Regions from separate parts of the Triticum aestivum genome. Here region 1 is linked to region 2. Evidence: chromatin contacts called from public HiCAR-type data. All regions are on one chromosome and are shown on one strand. The core of a region is the stretch at or near the end of the contact, and the rest is flanking DNA. Distances in the headings are between cores, read along the strand shown.

Region 1 (4,731 bases), core at 560-3,059, 240 kb before region 2:
TGCAGCCATGCCAATATAACGAATCTAATCTTGAATCAATCAATCAATCAATGGTAATAAGGGGGCGAGACAGTCTTACCGCTGGAGAATCGGGGTGATCAGTTCTTGCTCTTCTCCTTCATGCCGGCGTGCGAGAACCCGTTCCACAGCTGCATCGCCGCGGTCGCCGTGAGATGCGGGGCGGCGGCGGCGGCGTTCTCGTACAGGAAGGGAGGGCTCGGACCGTCGTCCAGGTCCTGGAGCTGCCGCTGCTGCTGCTGCTGCTGGTGGTGGCTGGAGAAGTGCGGCGAATTGGACTGAAGGGGCCCCCTGCTGGCACCCATGTAACCGGAGTTCATCGAGAAGTCGAGGCTGTAGTCTCCGGCTTGAGCCGGAGCCGGAGCCGCCGCCAGCCCGCCCTGGACGAGCGAGAACTGCGTCATCTGGTGCTGGGCGGAGGGGCCGAAGTTGAACGGCTGCGCCGGCTGCATGCCGAACGGGGGCGCATTGCCGAATCTGAAGCCGGGGTACGTCGGCACCACCTGCGCGCCGGCGCCTTTACCGGGGTGCGCGATGCCGACGCGGTCCGCGGTGACCGCGGAAACGGGCTGTTGCTGCCAGGACTGCCTGCGCGGAGCCGCGGAGGCAATGGCCGCGCCGGCCGACGCCGCCCCCGCCCCCGCCCCGGTGAGCAGCTCGGTGAAGGACCCGGCCTGCGCGGAGGGGTTGCTGGCGACGGTGACCTCCTTGTCCCGGGAGGAGCCGCCGCCGACGCGGCCGTCGGAGCGCGAGAGCGAGAGCTCGGACCCCTTGCTGGTCTCCGACGTGCTGCTGCACAGGGACCTGCTGCCCTGCGGTTGCTGCTGCTGCTTGCCGGCGCGGGGCGCGGCCTGGTGGTCGGCCGGCATGTTGGCGAAGGCGGCCGGGTCGAGGGAGGGGAGCTCGTCGATGGCGGCGGAGGCGGCGTTGATGAGCCACTCGACGGCCTTGCTGGGCTGGTCGAAGCCGAGGCGGTCCTGCAGGTCGTAGAACTGGATGGCCGTGGGCACGGAGAGCCGCACCCGGCGGTCGCGGATGCCCTTGGACGTGTACACCTTGCTGTGCCGGTCCTTGCCCCCGGACGCCCTCACGCGGCAGATCCGCGACGCCGACCCCTGGAGCTGCGCCGGCTGCTGGCCCGGCGGCGGCGGCGACCCCCACGGCACCACCTCCATGCCGTCGCCGCCGCCGCTGCCAATCACGCCGCGCATGCGCTTGGCCGAGGAGCCGCGGCCCGGCGGCGCCCCGTCCCCGGCCGCCCCACCCGCTGCGTCGGCCGACTCCATCCAGCCCCGTACATACGCTGCGGCGAGAGCCAGCGAGGCCCCCTTTTATTGCGCTCGGGACGGGGAGCAGCCGTTTCGGCTGCGCTGTGCGCGTGTCAGGGCTGGAGCTGGAGCTGGCTAGAGTGGCAACGCCAACAACGGCTCGCGGCTCGGCCTTTTCCGGCAAGCAGATTTGCCCCGCCCAGCCGGCGCGTCTGTCTTTTACGATACTGCCCCTACGAGCTACCGCAGCTCAGCTGCACTGCACTGCACCCCTGCCTGATCGTTCGTTGGCGCCGCCCTTTTTTTCTCGCCCCGCCCCGATGCAGCAGCTGAGCTCGCTCGCTCGCTCGCTCGCACGCGCTGCCTTCTCTTCTCTCTCCGCACGCGGCAGCGCGGGAAACAGTGGCGGCGGCAGGCTTTGCAGGGGGACCCCGGCCGTGGCGTCGGGCTGTCAGATCTGCCTAGCTGCGGCGGCGGCAGCGGCGCAGCAGCGCTGCTCGCTGCTGACTGGCTCTGCTCCACACACTTGTCGATGCTGGCGCGTAGGAATAGGAACGGTGTTCGCCTTCGCCTTTGCGGCGGCGGCACGGTCGCTTTACGGCCGACGCACCACGACACTAGCTCGATGCGACGGCGACCCGAACGTATGCACCTACACGTTCGGGTCTTCCTTCGCCGGGCTCTCCGTGTGTTCGATTTTTCACTATTTTATTTTACTAGCACATGTGCCGGTGAGTTGCAACGGCAGAATCAAATGGTCATGCGCTTGTATCGTCTGTGTTGTCGCTTTTTCTCTTCGCCACCCTGGCTAATGGTGCTTTTGTTGTCCATCTATTCACGACGAGTGATCTATCATAAGGAGATGAGATTGATCACTACACTTCGTCATGCCACTTTCGCAAGCCCTTTCATGCACTGATTTATAATTTTGCGGACTTAGTGATAATAGTGGGTGCCAGCCCTATCCCACCTACACTTGATGCATGCACGTGACTGCGCCTGCGATGTGCTCCTGAAGTGTGCGGCCGCGGAGGCCAGCCAGGGCCAGGGAAGAAACAGCATCGGCGATGTCGCGTCGAGAGACACCCCAGTTCATGGGCGACACACGGAAATAGGGGATCTCAGGTTGTTTTGGTTCGTGCGGCATGCGGGCCTCAAGCTCCCATGCGCTAGCTTGTGTCGCGGTACAACACGATCACCTATGGGGTCGTCGGCCCCTTTGTTGTTCGGCAAGGGGGACGGGCACGTTGCACAAAGAGCGGAGGCCATAGAGCAGCACGGCAGCGGTGACACGGGCAGTATTTACCCAGGTTCGGGCCGCCGCGAGGCGTAAAACCCTACTCCTATTTTGGTGGGTTGATGAGAGGACCGTAGTGGAGACGCGGCGCCCAAGCCCGGCAAGGTCGCCTTGGGACGAGGGCAGCTACGCGCGAGTGAGTGTACAAGGGTCCGAGTCCTTTCTAAGGTTGCCACGGCCCTCCTTTTATAGGTCAAGGAGTCACCACAATGGCAAAGTAGTCATTACGCACTGATTAGACATCAAACAGTGCTATCATACCTAACTCTGCAGACAGGACAGGGCGCACTAAATGCACCGCTTAGTGTCACGTCGTGGGAGTAGCCCGGCAAGCCTTGCCACGCTACTTTAGCTGTCTCTCGCCCTGTCTGCCTGACACGCCTCAGGACGGGAGTCATGCAGGGTGGATCTTCTCCTCAAATGGCTGCCACGTGCCAGAGGACAACCACTTAATCACTTGAGGGCTCGACACCGCACTGATAAGTGACTTGAGTCGCTGTGCGGTGGAGCGGTGGTGCCTTGGCGGGGTTGGCGTCCTCGGTGTCCCGGGCAAGCCTGCCGAGGAAGTCTTGAGACTTGTCTTTGGCGCAGCCTCGACCTGACCGAGCTCGCCTACCCGGCAAGGGAGGTTCTTCCTTAGTGATATCTTGCTCCTTTGGCTTGTCTTGGTCTTTTTGATCCGCCCTTTGATTCCTCAAAGGGCTATTTCTTCTGCTTTGGCCTTGTCGTGGATGGTGTAAACTTGCCCTCGAGCCTGTGTATAGTCCAGGCAACATACACCAGGGTTTGTTGCATCGATAGAAGCCCCCGGGCCTAGCTCGAACGCGCTGCTGAGCGTTGTCGGGGTAGGCCCTATCCAGTACACAGGCGAAGAGCTTGTGGTAGCTTATTTCTTGGGATTTTCTCTGCTTCTTCATTAATCTGTGCTCGAGTCAGTTTCCCGCTTTCCCGCGCGTCGCGGGATGCCAAATGTGGTGGGGCCATCTCTGTAATGGCCCGTCAATGACTTTAACCCACGGGGGAGTAACTGCCAATTCACTCATCCCACCACACCCTTATCCTTTGCCGCGTATATTACATGCAGCGAGTGGGGTAGGTAGTGGAGGTGTGGTGTTGGAAAATGCTTCATGGCACAGACCTGAACTTATCGGATTGGTGTAAGAGGGCGGCCGATGGGTTCGGCCACCGTTCGCAGCTCGGGTGGGTCGGACTCAGTGGAGCCCCCACGCGTAGGTGGAGGATCAGCGCTCGGCCCTGGCTCGCCTATAAAAAGGGGAGCACTATGGGGAGTGGAGGTATCCATCCGCGCACTTCCGCCTTCTTCTTCGTCATGCTGAGGGGGAGAGATCGGGGCCAAGCCCCGGTTCTCCGTTCGGGAACGATGGTCTTGGAGGCTAGCGCCATTGCTCGGGGAGTGAGTCTGGTCCAGGGCTGCGGGAGGCGTGGTGATCGCGGTTTGCGGCGACGTGTTGGCGAACGCCGCATCAACCACGGTGTGGAGGGGGCTGAGTTTCTTCATGATGGAGAAACGCCTACCCTCCCCACGGGAGCTCGCCGTCCAAGGAGGGAGCGTCGCTTCTGCCGCAGGTTGGTGGAGTTCGCTGACCCGTCAGCGGAGCCTGCAGGGCCTCTGGCGTTTGCCCACAGGGATGCACTTGGGATCTTGAGTAACCCCGGCACCGCTCTTTCGGCGAGGTTGGGGATGACGCTGAAGATGGCGGCGCCCTCCTGCCCTCCAAGGTGAGTAGTGGCACTCCCCGTGCGCCTGGAGTGCCGCCGTCGCCAGCCGCTTCAGGGGAGGCGACGGGACAAAGGCTCGGCGTCCTCCCTGAGCGACAGTGACGAGGAAAGAAAAGGCAGGGACGGAGAAGGCGGGTGGCAGGCCGTCAGGTCAGAGTATGATGGCACCGACGCCTTTGTCTCGTATTGCTGGCCCGCTGCCTCATCTTTTCGCTCCTCCCCTCCCTCCCCGACACCGTCATCACCAGCTTCTTCGGGCGGTAGCCAGGGAGGGGATGTTCTCTTGGTGCCCTCGCCTCCTCCAGCAGCCTTCCAGCTGGGTTCCGGCAGCCGCTCCCTACCGGGGCCCATGCTGGGGTGTCTTGCTGGCCATGGTGGTGGTGACCAGGGCACCGCCGAGCTGCTCCC
Region 2 (4,709 bases), core at 1,533-4,032:
CTAAATTCTGCATCAGCGAACCATGGCCGACTAGATATATCCTCAGCAGTCTGCATCCAAGTGTGCATGAAACCTGGACCTGCTATATTCCGGTTCCCTCGAGACAGGGTGCGCTCGTCGAGACAGAACGCCACGGGGAACCTCCGGCAAGGGTGCTATCCTACTAGCTCTGCACGGCAAAGTTACTTGGAACGTCATTTCAACTGCATGTTGTTACAGGAAAAGCTAACATGTTTATGGATGTTTTACAAGGGGACTAGTGTGTTCATCGAGCGCATACCTTACATACAAGAAAACTATGCACGGAAGCTTAGTTATTGCCGTTTTTCCTGCTCCAAGATAGGTAAGCAGCATCGCCATGTGGCCTGCAAATTCATCAGTTATGAGAAAAACATCTAGCCAGTAAGAAAGCAATCATCATTACAGTTATGTGCAGTGTTAGGCTGTTATAGAAACAGAAAACCAAAGCCTAGTACTAGTATTTATCGCCTTGAGACAACATGCTCTAAGAGACATGTGGACGAAGTAGAAGATGGTCACACGGGATATAACTCCAAACATTCACCTTATCGATTACCTTGGGATTTTCACATGGATCAGAGCAAAGAGAATGCACAAGAAAATGCTCGAGGAACCGGTGATAAGGTATGCATATCCAAGAAAGTCATTCTTGCCGCCTAGCCAGGTTGACGTTGTAAGAACCAGGCTTTTCTTTCCACCAAAACTGTAGGTATTGTAATTGTTTGTTATGTGCATGGTAATGGTTTCATCAGCTTGTATATCCTCTTCAATGACACCATACAGCTTTCGGAACTGGGGAAGAGCAGCTGCGCGCATCCACACAATAAGATCTTCCTGATTGCTTAGCTGGCAAAAGGACACAAGTTGTTCATTAAGTGAAAATGTAGACTATTGCATGAGCAACCAACAACAGTCTAGATATAGAAGTACTCACTGGTATATCAGGGTCAAGTTTTCCTCCTCCAATCAAGGATCCATTCTGAAAGTTGAAAGGATAGACATCCTTGCCATACTTATGTTCCCGATCACTTCTCCATGAAATGTTTTTCCTATCAACCATCAATCCCATGGACCCACGGGTAAAATCATAAGTATCATTGAACAAGCTCCAGGCAATCAATCCACAGGGAACAACTGGAAGGCCGTTGCTCCTTTCTATCGGACTGCATGAGCTATCAGTGTATTGGAGCCCATGGCGTAGTTGCTTATCGCTTCTACTTTTGATATACCTGTTCAGCATTTACAGATTCACTTTGTTTAGCAAGAGAGGACATAGTGCTTCTTCTTCTAAGACGCTGACCAGTAAATTAAAGTTGTATAATTACCTACGATGATTCTGGTAGAAGTTGTCGAGTTCGTAATACACATAAATTGGAGCTTTCATATGGTATTGAACCTGTAAATATACACTTTCAAGTCTCAATATTTTTCTGAAGAATTAACATATAAGTAAATACAAATATTACAAAGATAGGACAAGAAAACTGTATTATGTGCCTGATGTAATCTCAAAGTCCCAAACTGAACTCAATCAGTTATACAAAGAAATTATAGTCCAGCCTGTAGTCAGATGACAAGTAAATAGGAGAAATAAGGTCTGACTAGATCTGATAAGAAGCTACCTTCACTTTCTGAATACATTTCTTTGAAATCGAGCTGTCTTTGATATAAGCCTGCTTATTGCTTCTGTAAGCATCAGGTACACAATCAATATCATAACGGTGAACTATTTCTGCAACCTGCACACCCAGAGCAGGAGTGCACATTTAGTATGACAACCAAACTAATGCCAATTCAGCATCCATCAGACAGAAAAGAAATCAATTATTACTCTGTTTGAAGCTTGCAGACAAATTAGCCCAACCGGTACAAAAATAATCCCAATTATCAAGAAAATGGCTATCACCTGCAACAACGGAAGTAATGCCATATAAGGTAGGAGTACTATGCAAATACTTAATGCCATATGTAAAAACCTATATTTAGTGTCAGCGCCAGCTTACGTATCCTGGTGTCATTGCCGGTTTCCAAGCTGGAAGATCCTGCTGGGTGAATTTATAGAATACTGCAAAACCGACATGATCAACCTAGATAGCATCAGGAGGGAAGAAACTTATAGTCTGTAAGTGCGTAAACGACGTTCACTGTCCTACTGTGCAAGAAACAATTTCAGTAAGGCTGAAACAACGAAGCTTGCTGATAGCGCATCGACATTTGCATTTTCCTTGATCTAGATGATGTTGTGGATGACTTATTTCCTCACTGGATTAACCCTATGCGAAATGGCCTCTGGATGCAACACACTAACATAGCATGCCCACACCTAAGATCACCAAAGTCAAAGCGACCACCGTATAAAACACACTAACACGTAGATAGAGGTAAATCCATATATAGCAGCTAAGAGGCATTTATCGCACAAATTTCTCGAGATCGCAGACAGCTACCAACCCTAGCACACGGAGCCACCTAGTCACGCAGACGGATGCGCTACACAGCTCATCAGCGGCCGAATCGAAGCGCGCGGCGTGGTCAAAACCTGGCTCACCTCCCGATCTCGCCGGGCGCCCTCCGCGCGGGGCGGAGCCTGCGGACGCCGAGCTGCCCGCCTCGTCCATCACGGCCGCGAGCTCGACGCGAGAGCCCCTTCCGCTCGCCGGAGTCCGTACTTCGCAGGGGCGACAGATCGGGGGAGAGGAGCCGGAGAAGAAGCAGAAGGGCAGGTGGGAGAGCCCATGGGTCAGGTCAGCACGAAGAGAGAGTGACGAGGATACGGGCCTGGGCTGGACCCACCCGGTGGATAGCTTTGGGCCAGCAAAGGGGGGCCCATGTCCGGCCCATGTAGTGTGGGCTTTGGGTTGAACGGGCCGTGAGGTTGACGGCGTGAGACGGGGCTAACGACCGGTGGCACCGCCGTTAATTCGCTCTGCGCGTCGCGGTCAGGGGCTCATTTCCCCATTTCGCCCCAGGAGAGGAGCGAGAGGCGCCGGAGAGAGAGAGAGAGAGAGGAGATGCGGGAGGAGGTCAGGAGCTCGTCGGGGGCGGCGGCCGAGCCGCAGTTCGCCGTCGTCCGCTCGTCGTCGCCGCCGCCCACCCCGGTCGCCAGGTACGGTCTCCGTCGCTCCCCCCCATCCCCCTTCCCCTGGTGGTAGATTCGCCGAATCGAAACGAAAGCCGGATTTATTTTGGGCACGATTCTGCGGAGACCTAGGGTAGGATCGCAGGTGGGGTTCGCGGGGCAGCCGACAGTGTGTATAAATGTTCGATTAAACCATTGGGTAGGAGGAGGGCTATGAATCTACAGCCATCACGCTGCCACTCTCCTATGGATGGAACATATATCATTTTTAGGTGTAAGCGGAAGATATTTGGTTGCTCAATTCATACCTACTGTTGTGAAAAATATAGGGGGTTTTGCTCTGTATTTTTGTAGCACCTCCCCCTTTTTTTTTCCTTTCAACACTGAACCGAGTTATGATGAGGAAATAACATCCAACAAGTTCAGAAAGGACTAGGGAAAAGGATAGCTGAGTTTGACTTATGCGCTGTTAGCAGTTTCTCTCGATTACAAACTACAGGGCGAAAACCTAGTAGCACTATCGTACAGCCATATAGGAAAAGCACCACCAGCCAAACATGGGCTAACAAAGAGAAGAGGCAGCGAGCAAACGCAACTAACTAGCCATATTGCACATCTGAAATCATCAAAAAGGGGGTACCTCACCATCTGAACAGGGGTTTCAGCAGAGTCCTGAGCAAGTGACCATGTTAATCACAAACCAGTCACCAAATATCTTCGGCCTTCTGCATTAGCTGTTCTGTCCCTAGCTGTGAACCCTAGGATCTGTGCTGTCTAATGGTCGTTGCCTCTGTAAAATGGATAAAGTGATGCACTGTGCCATTGGTACTGGATGATGCCAAACCTTATGGTATTCTTGGAACTTGTGGTGCCATATTGCTTAGTCTTTTTCGAGGGACGTTAGTTTCTCAGACCTGGGTCTGCAGCGCTGCTGTTTCTGCTTGTTAGAATTCTTAAAGCTTTATAAGTGTTTTTGTTTTCCATATTGTTTTGGAGGTAAAATTGATTTCAGTATCATCCTTTTGCAATTTAGTGTTCGGCCAGGCGGCCACAATACTTTGTTGGGAGTCTTGTCATAAACTCCTAATTTTCAATTGCTTGCACTGAACCCTCTTTTGTTTTTTCAGTTCTGCTGGTGCCTCATCACCTGCTATGCAAATTAATATAGTAAGCATAGATTGGTTGGGTAGCAGACAAGCTTCCAGGGTTGATTCCTCGTCACATGTTGCACCACATGCCTATGGGCCTGCTCATAGCTTTGATGCTGCTGGAACTGCTTTGGATTCTGCACCATCTTGTAGACCATGGGAGCGTGGAGACTTACTTCGTCGACTGGCAACATTCAAACCTTCAACTTGGGATGCTAAGCCGAAGGTCATCTCTTCTTTCTTGTTTATAGGAATTTAACATTGTTGAAAGTATCAAGATACAACTGCTGAATGCCGTGGTGTGTTAACTTTGCTTTTTATATTTTAGTCCGCAATAAAATATAATCATGGACTCATGGTAACCTAAATCCATAAGCACAGTCAGTCTTTTCCTATGATATCACTTATGATGTTTATCTCTAGTTTAGTTAATACTGAATTTGATCAAGGCCACAGTTCCT

Evidence for each region. HiCAR-type assays count read pairs that join an accessible place to other places.
Region 1: a HiCAR-type map of leaf shows a contact between it and region 2, with 4 times the contacts expected there. The contact joins the promoter of LOC123123106 here to the promoter of LOC123123104 in region 2. A contact is called at or near these places in 2 of 5 Hi-C or Micro-C datasets (both in leaf) and 1 of 1 datasets of contacts at active chromatin or transcription factors (leaf).

Annotation. Positions count from the first base shown.
Region 1 is chr5D:491,511,354-491,516,084 of IWGSC CS RefSeq v2.1, reverse strand. It overlaps LOC123123106 (transcription factor PCF6), which reads right to left and starts at 1,809. Exons shown (of 2, transcript XM_044543550.1): 1 at 80-1,809. The coding sequence starts at 1,304. The coding sequence ends at 99.
Region 2 is chr5D:491,270,309-491,275,017 of IWGSC CS RefSeq v2.1, reverse strand. It overlaps LOC123123104 (putative ALA-interacting subunit 2), which reads right to left and starts at 2,782. Exons shown (of 9, transcript XR_006460517.1): 1 at 2,570-2,782; 2 at 2,025-2,086; 3 at 1,853-1,927; 4 at 1,644-1,760; 5 at 1,347-1,417; 6 at 956-1,250; 7 at 566-867; 8 at 281-365; 9 at 1-169. It overlaps LOC123123103, which reads left to right and starts at 2,947. Exons shown (of 7, transcript XM_044543546.1): 1 at 2,947-3,127; 2 at 4,228-4,474. The coding sequence starts at 3,033.